2 separate regions of the Zea mays genome follow, and region 2 is linked to region 1. The links are chromatin contacts, called in public Hi-C maps. All regions are on one chromosome and are shown on one strand. Each heading gives the region's core, a stretch centred on a gene start, on an enhancer-like site or on the middle of the called end of the contact. The rest is flanking DNA. Distances are from core to core; before and after follow the strand shown.

What was found. Hi-C and Micro-C count contacts between places; a contact is called where the count stands out from the background.
Region 2: a Hi-C map of leaf shows a contact between it and region 1, with 4 times the contacts expected there. The contact joins the promoter of LOC100500997 here to the promoter of LOC103635544 in region 1. A contact is called at or near these places in 2 of 25 Hi-C or Micro-C datasets (ear and leaf).

Annotation. Positions count from the first base shown.
Region 1 is chr8:92,411,379-92,415,970 of Zm-B73-REFERENCE-NAM-5.0, forward strand. LOC103635544 (acyl transferase 7) reads left to right here and starts at 2,575. Exons shown (of 2, transcript XM_008657973.2): 1 at 2,575-3,235; 2 at 3,391-4,592. The coding sequence starts at 2,795. The coding sequence ends at 4,242.
Region 2 is chr8:92,567,322-92,571,316 of Zm-B73-REFERENCE-NAM-5.0, forward strand. It overlaps LOC100500997, which reads left to right and starts at 1,797. Exons shown (of 2, transcript NM_001321486.1): 1 at 1,797-2,060; 2 at 3,211-3,553. The coding sequence starts at 1,975. The coding sequence ends at 3,289.

The sequences.
Region 1 (4,592 bases), core at 1,325-3,824:
ATGACCAACACAACCCCAAATACTAACTAGTTTGATGAGTGTGTACTTGCAGGTTCATAAAGACTAGATTATGGAATCCAACTCAACTTATCGCTCAAATAGAGGCAAAATAGAACAAATATTGGATGAGGTGAGTTGTGACTAGTTCACATGTTTGGATAAGTTCTAGCTGTCGTTAGGAACATTTTTTAGCATCTTAGATCCTTTGGACTAAGAGATTTTAGAAAAGGTGCATTTGGAGACGAGTTTGAGCCTAGAACATGATTTTGAGTTGGAGACAAGCAAAATGTGAGAATCCATGTGTTCGGGTGTGATAATTAGGAGTACCTAGATTATCCCTCTAAAAACGCACTCATGAGAGGTTAAGACATAGCCCCCGAAGGAAAGCAGCCGAGACACCTCTAAACCCGAGGCCCACCGCGGAGGCTTCCCTACAGACACCGAGGCCCCTCCCCGAGGGTCGCCCGCTTCAGGCAAATCTCCGCCTCGCCCAAAGTAACCACCACTCCATCCGTCTCGCCCGAGCCGATCCTAGGCAGATAGGACAAAGGCACCCAAAGGCTAGCGGGGGACACTCGCATTTAATGCGCACACCTATCCCACGCAGAGGCACATGAGCATAGTGACTACAAGACATCGGTCATATCCAGACGCAACAACATGATTACGCTCCCACCACTGTGCAAGCCACTGTTTCACACCCTTTTATCATCATAATAGAAAAGGAAAAAAAGAATGGGACACCTAATCTCAATCTCTCGCTGCCTAGATGTTTTTTTCTTGAATTCCCTATATACTATTGTCAGTTGCTTTGTTGCATCATGATTTTCATGTGTATATTTACAACGGTAAGGATTTGTTATATTCTCACTTATTTTTCAAAAAAGTGGTTTCAATTATTTAAAAAGGTGATCCAATATCTTTTAAAAAGGTTTAGCAACCTAAAAGAAGGGAAACATTAGAGAGTAAAGGTTTTGTGACTATTAATATTTATTAAGGGACTTTCTAAACATGATATTTATGGAGTTTTTTAATGGGAACTATTATTGATGCTCTTATAAGATAAGCTTAGAGCATCTCCAAAAGCTCCCAATTATATACATAAAACAATATTTTAGAGGTAAATGTGGAAAACCTCTATCCAACAAATCCTATTCTATGCTCCTAATTTTTTCGGTGCCCCAAAACCAAAGCTTTGCGGTATAGATTTAGGGTTAAGCCACTGTCGTCCCAACATGTGTTTTTTGCGGTACGTGAGGGCCTCCCACTCTCCCAGTCTGGACGGCTGGACCTCGTGGCGTCATCAACGTACGCCGTGCTCCCCTGCGACGCTCCGCGGTGCCGCACACTCCAGTTCACGTCATGCGGCAGCCAGGAGAGGTGGTCGCTCCCTTACTAGCTCAATGTCACAAGCTTCTACTGCTTCACCTCCATATTCAGTTTAAGAAAAGGTCAACCGAGCTTGATGGATTGCATTGGGATATTTTTAAGGAACTCTTGGATTTGGTATATTTTTTGAGCTTTTAGACTTTTGAGATGAGCCTAATATAGAGATATTTGGAACATAAATACTAGAAGCCGTTGGAGATGGTCTTAAAAATAGTTTTTTGTTAAATTGTCTAGAATCACAACCAAACATGTCAAGAATATGCTTGTGCACGGTGTCGACAGGGCCGACCCCAAGGGGTGCCGTGGGTGCGGCCCCACCGGACCCAAAAAATAGAGGGCCCCCTAGCCACTAGACACTAGCATTTTTTTGTTAAATCTATCTATTCTAGACACAAATACGCATAAAACGATACGCTATCGAATTATCGACTAGTCTCATTTATATTGTTAAACTAATGTCTCAATTACTTATCGAACTATTTATGGTCAACAATAACTCAAGAGAGGTTAAATGGCTTGACGATTCTATATATCGAAAAAGTTATTGGATGAGACTGATCTCGATGATATAAGCGATGACTTTGTATCACTAAATGTTAGAAGATATTTGTAATAATATTATATAACAAATAAGTATTTTTTGCTATATTTTATATCTATTATCTTATAAACTTTAAAACAATGCATAATAATTTTTATACGTTAAATATTCAGTGATATGTGTATAATTATATATATTTGTGTGTAGATGGAGTATTTATATCGAATTTCGCATTGTGCCCCTGAAAAGCCAGGAACGGCCCCGGGTGTCGATAGAAGCTAAGGCCCTCGTTTTACTAGCTACACCAGGCAAATGATTTGCATAAATAACTTAAAAATAAATAAAAGTGAAATGTAAACGGACTGTGGGCGAGCGGCCACGGTGTACCCGTGGACCCGGTCCATGTGACTCACGTCCTCGTCGACACAGTCCGGCACCTTTCCCTCGCCCTTCCTACCGTTACCCATCGGGCATCGCGCACGGCTGCCGCTTTGCGGCCCCTGCCTCTGGCAGCCTGTCGACGTCCCCGTAGGCGTCCCCTCGCCCGCCACCGTGCGCCAGCCGCCAACCCTCCCCTCGTACCCGGAGCCCCGCGCCGCTGATCCACTCCGGAACTCACCATCTATATAAACCACCACCTCCCCAGGGCCCAGGCACAAGAAACCAACACTTGAGTTCACTTCACCTCTACTACACAGGACAGCGCACACGGCACACCCCACCCACCAGGGCCACTACCAGGTCACCACTCAGGCACTCACCACCACCGCTCTCTCGGAGGCCAAATCCCCCAAGACCAAGGGAAAGGAGGGAGAGAAAGAGACCGTCCCCTCCCCTCCTTTCCTTTCGGTGAGGTGGTGAGCAATGGAGCCGGCAGCGGCGGTGGAGCGGCTGGCGCAGCGCCTGGTGCCGCCGGCGGAGCCCACCCCCACCGGCCCTCACGGCCTGTCGTGGCTGGACCGGTACCCGACGCAGATGGCGCTCATCGAGTCGCTGCACGTCTTCAAGCCCGACCCGGCGCGTGACGGGGCGAGCCCCTCGGAGACCATCGAGCGGGCCCTCGCGCGGGCGCTGGTCGACTACTACCCGCTGGCCGGCCGCCTCGCCGTTTCCGAGGGCGCCGGGGGCCTCCACGTCGACTGCAGCGCCGAGGGCGTCTGGTTTATCGAGGCCGCTGTGCGGTGCCGCCTGGAGGACGTCGACTACCTCGAGTACCCGCTCCAGATCCCCAAGGACGACCTGCTGCCGCACCCGCTGCCGAGGCCTACCCACCAGGAGGAGAGCAAGCTGATCCTACTCGTCCAGGTACGCGCACACGCACAGGCGGCCGTCCGTGGATTAATTCCATCTGCATTGTGCGGGATTGCGTTGCTTCGCCGTGGATTTGCGACTCCCAGCTCTCTCTCTCTCTCTCTCTCTCTCTCTCTCTCTCTCTCTCTCTCTCTGACCTCTCCGTGCAGGTGACAGCGTTCGAGTGCGGCGGCTTCGTGGTGGGCTTCCGGTTCAGCCACGCGGTGGCGGACGGGCTCGGCGCGGCCAAGTTCATGGGCGCGGTGGGGGAGCTGGCGCGCGGGGCGGACCGGGTCTCCGTGGCGCCCACCTGGGCCCGCGACGCCATCCCGGACCCGGCCGGCGCGCTGGTCGGCAGCCTCCCCGAGCCCACGGGCGCCAAGCGCCTCGAGTACCTGGCCGTGGACATCTCCGCTGACTACATCGACCACTTCAAGTCCCAGTTCGCGGCGGCCACGGGCGGGGGCCGCTGCTCCGCGTTCGAGGTGCTCATCGCCAAGGCGTGGCAGAGCCGCACCCGCGCGGCGGGGTTCGAGGACCCGGACACCCCCGTGCAGCTCTGCTTCGCCATGAACGCGCGGCCGCTTCTCGGCGCCCGCCTCCCGCGTGGCGGCGCCGGCTTCTACGGCAACTGCTACTACATCATGCGCGTCGCATCCACGGCCGACAAGGTGTCCTCGTCGTCCGTCGCCGACGTGGTGAAGGTCATCAGGGAGGGAAAGAAGCGGCTGCCGTCCGAGTTCGCGCGGTGGGCCGCGGGGGAGGAGGACGCCGACCCCTACCAGATCACCTCCGACTACCGGACGCTGCTGGTGTCGGACTGGACGCGGCTGGGCTTCGCGGAGGTGGACTACGGCTGGGGCCCGCCCGCCCACGTGGTGCCGCTGACGAACTTGGACTACATCGCCACGTGCATCCTCGTCAAGCCATGGGCCCACAAGCCAGGGGCGAGGCTCATCACGCAGTGCGTGACGCCCGACCGCGTCTCGCGCTTCCACGACGCCATGGTGGACATGAACTAGTGTCCCGTCGACCACACGGCCTTCGTCTCCGTCAGCCCCCCGTTTGTTCATCGGTTTCTTGATTTTTTTTCTCTCGTCTCCGTTACTGTGGTAATTAGCAGTCGGTAATTAGTAATCACGTTGCAGCCTTCTGGCGAGTGGTCAACAACAACAACAAAAATGCAAACAGTAAACTAATACGTATAGCAATAACAAAAAAGATACTAATAACAAAGGTGGTGGCGTACATACAGACAAGACAAGCAGCCAGCTAGAGCCAGGAGAGGTGAAATGAAGGACAGGAGGAGAGGTATGGCGGGACAGCTAGAATAGTTGTTGGGATTGGTATTGGATTCCTTATTTTCTTTGGG
Region 2 (3,995 bases), core at 547-3,046, 160 kb after region 1:
AATAGAGAAGGACAAGATCATGGCCGCCAAAGCTTAGAACAAGAAAGTCAAGGCTAAGTCGTTCCAGGTAGGAGACGTGGTATGGAACACCGTCTTGCCACTAAGGAGCAGAGATCGGAAGTTTGGAAAGTGGTCACCAAGCTGGGAAGGCCCTTAGACTAGCTCCAACAAGGAGCTCTAAAGGGTCCTGTACCCTAAGTTTAGAGGACGAGGACGTCATCTACTCCCTCCAGCAACGTCCTCTAAACGGTCCTCTAAATTTAGAGAACGCTGTTGGATCCTCTATATGTAGAGTTTCTCTAAACGGTTCTCTATCTATTTGAATACTTTAAACAACCGGTTTAATAAAACTAAAATATGTACAATACATTTGAGAGTATGACAAATACGTATGTACAAAAATTAAAAAATTAAAAATGTCTTTAATATAGGTATTTATGTATAGAGGACGTGATTTAGAGGACGTTGTTGGAGAGAAAGTAGATATAGGAGATGGAATCTTTTAGAGAAGACTGTAAAGGACGGATATAGATGATGTATATAGAGGACGTTGCTGGAGACAGTCTTACAAAATCACACAGGTCGATTGAAGAACCAACAATCGATCAATCAATCAAATTACCTTCTGTTCTTTACATTTGCCCTAGGAGTAGACAGTAACTTAGATTCTTCTCTCTATCTTCACCTCTTTCCCGCTCTATGTCGTTTAGAGGTGTCTTGGGTGGCTTGCCGATCCCAAGACACATCCTAGAATCTTTCCTCCCCGATGGAGTCCCTTCCGGGAGCGTTATCTAGACGCCGTCGGCGAACTCCACCGGCCCTACGCACGCGCGAACCGTCCGACCATCAGGCGCGCATCGTCCGGCTCGTTAGGCAGGAACCATAGCCTCTGCGCTAGGTCGTGGACCGTCCGGTCCCTGGCGGCGTACCATCATCGCTTTCACAGAAAGCATCGCCGACGGTTCTCATCGCAGTGATTGGCGTCCGGATTGGCGCCAAAAGTGAGTTACCAGAAAAGACGCCAATTAGTATTAGGAGGGCAAATCTGCATTAACACAAAGAACATCGAGTTAATTATTGCATAGAGATAGGTTTTGATACTAGGTGTTAGAAATCTTTGATTTGGACATAATTTTAGGTTCATACATATTAGCTCACCCATAAAAAGTAGTTGTTAGGTTCAAGATTCTAAAACATTTCTAGAAGATGTATACCGAAGAAAGTCCCGTATTACCCCCCTCTCCCTGTCACCGTCAGCGCGAGTGTCATCCTTCCTTTGTCATAGATAACAAGCATGGTCCCTCATGTACCACCTGTCAGTGAATGCGGAAGTGACCTAACTTCACTAAGAAAAATCAGGTCACCATTTTCCATCCAGCTATGAGCCTAGTGCAGACTTCCAGCCAGATGGATATACTCACGAGGAGGAAAAAGCTGTTCCTCCTTGCATGTGTGTGGATTTGTTTCCATCCAATTCTGATGTGACCCGTCTGGCTATCGACTTAAGAGATTTAGCTATTCATATGTGTGGATTATATATAGGTTTAATAGTTACTACTTCAATTAAAGTATTTCCAGTCCTAAAGGAAAGAATCTCTAAGCATCTGAAAAAAAATAAAACTCTGAGCCGTCCAATTCCCTTCAATTCCTATCTAACCAAACAAGCCCTTAGTTGATTTTTTTTTGTTTTTAGAAATAACAAAGCATGGTTGATTAATGGAAGAAATTAGCACAAAATATCGCTTTCATGGTCAAGTTTTCCTTATCCCGCAGGGGCAGGGCACTGGGAAGGTGCCTGGAAGCAGCCCTCATATGCTAGCTGGAGCTGAAACCCTATCTATAAAGAAGGCTGAAGGCTCCACACATACAACTCCGTAGAGCTCCCTGCTTTGTTCAGACTTCAGAGCCCTTCCTCTTGTGTCCGTGCAAATTGGTGATACTTGAACAGGGATCTCCTCCATATTAGTGAGCAGGATGTATAATCCTCCCAGTGGGCAGGACATGTCCTACTACGATCATGTGCAGAAGCGCCATGAGGAGAAGGGCTGCCTATATGCATGGTATGGTACTCGCTAACCTTTCTGTTGTTTCTGTTCTTCTCGATTACACCCATCTCTGTTATACATGTGTGTGTGGTTTTGTTAACATAGTTTCCACCATGATACCCGTGATGAAAACTAAGAACACTTTGAACTCTGAAACTTGTCTTCATTCATTTCTTTGGGAAACAAAAGAAGGAGGAATCTTGTATTGAGACTTGATGTTAAAAGCTTATCCGGAGTTCAGTTTCAGAATATTGGTTGGTTTAGTTGGATAGAAAGAAGTGTGGAGAATAATTCACAAGTATACTCCTGGCCACACGGGTTCGAAACAGCCTCTCCGCGTTGTTTGCAGAGAAAGCCTTACTTTGGTTTCTGTGTCACAAGATCAGCCTAACATGAACGAGAATACCTTGGAAAGACCAAACTAGGAAGTCATATGCAACATACACCTTCATACAAACCAATTATTTGGAGGTCTCGTCTTCTACTTTGAAATTGAGTTAGGAATACCAGCCTAGGTATATTAGTAAATATTACTCAGCAGCAACTTTTGAAAAGCGGTTTGAGTTTTCAAAAGAGAAAACCATGTACAGTTTGAGGTTTCCAGAAAAAAATTGAGTAAACATGAACTGGGAAGATATCCCTCCCATATGGAAATTAAGGGAACATGCAGTTCTGAGTTCTCCTAAGAAAACCTCCTAAAGTATTCTTCGTGCTCGCTTTCCTCTTGGACCATGTGATGTGAGTGAGTTCACGGCATTGCTAGTTTTCCTCTTCTTTATTAGTCTTTATTTCGGCACGTCCATTCACCCTTTTTCTTTAGCATCTGGCCAGCCAAACAGAGCAAGGGTCCATGGCTATCGTTTTCAAGGTCCCCTACTGGGCTATAAATCCACGACAGCGAGGCTGTGGTGCCTTTGGCTCATGTGAATGATCAAACGGGAAATGTCAATTTGGTTGTTGCTAGTTGCTGGTCCTTTTCATGTGACATCTGCCTTCGTCTAGATGCGATGTTTGTCCTTGGTTCACATCGCTTCTGTTGGAACAATTATCCTCTCGACCTTGAGCTTCAGCTAATGATTTAGGTCTGAGTTCAGATTTTGAGTAGGCTGTTGGCTAATCAAGCTTCAGTTAACAAAGGAAGCTTTTTTTCCCCCTCTCTTTTCAGCCTGTTCACTGCGTGCTGCTGCTTCTGCTGCTTCGAGACCTGTGAGTGCTGCCTCGAGGCTATCTGCTGCTGCTGCTAGTTCTGCTTGGAGGGCATGGGCGTCCATCATCGTGGAGATGTGGCCATGCGGGACACCCACCGCCGAATAAAATGCTGTACTTATATGCACGCACGTTAGAAATGCATTAGTGTCTGTTTGATGTGATCTTTTGTGTGTGTGTGCGCGCATCTTCATTTGCACTGGAAAATGCTTTATTATTTGTGAAGGTCTGTAAATCTGTTGTATGTATCTTGGTCAGATGAACTCTATTATTGTGCCATATATCTCGCTTGATTGGACAAATCCTTTCGAAGTTTCCTCTTGTCCTTGCTTACCGATGGCAGGGTTAGAAGGAGAGAGTTCGAAAAACAAAAGTATTTGTGACTGTTTATTTTTCGGATGCGTGAAAGCTGCAGTAACTTTATGTTGGAATGCAATTCCTGCTGTCACCAGCCATACGCAAACTCAGGCAGATGTGTTTCTGACAGATTTGCATCATCTTAACTATGCGCTAATAATTTGATATAACTGGGAATAGACTAGCTGTAGTTAGGAGTCGAAACGAGTCCAGCCAAGGCTCGATCAAGTAACGAGTCAAGCTTAGCTCAAAAATTAATTGTTTATTTGATAATATATGCTAATTAGGATTTTATGCTGATTTTTTTTTTCGAGCCATAAAAATAGACTCGATTTATGCTCGTTCTAAACATCAAGCTGCTCCAAACCAAGCCATTGCGAGCTCAAG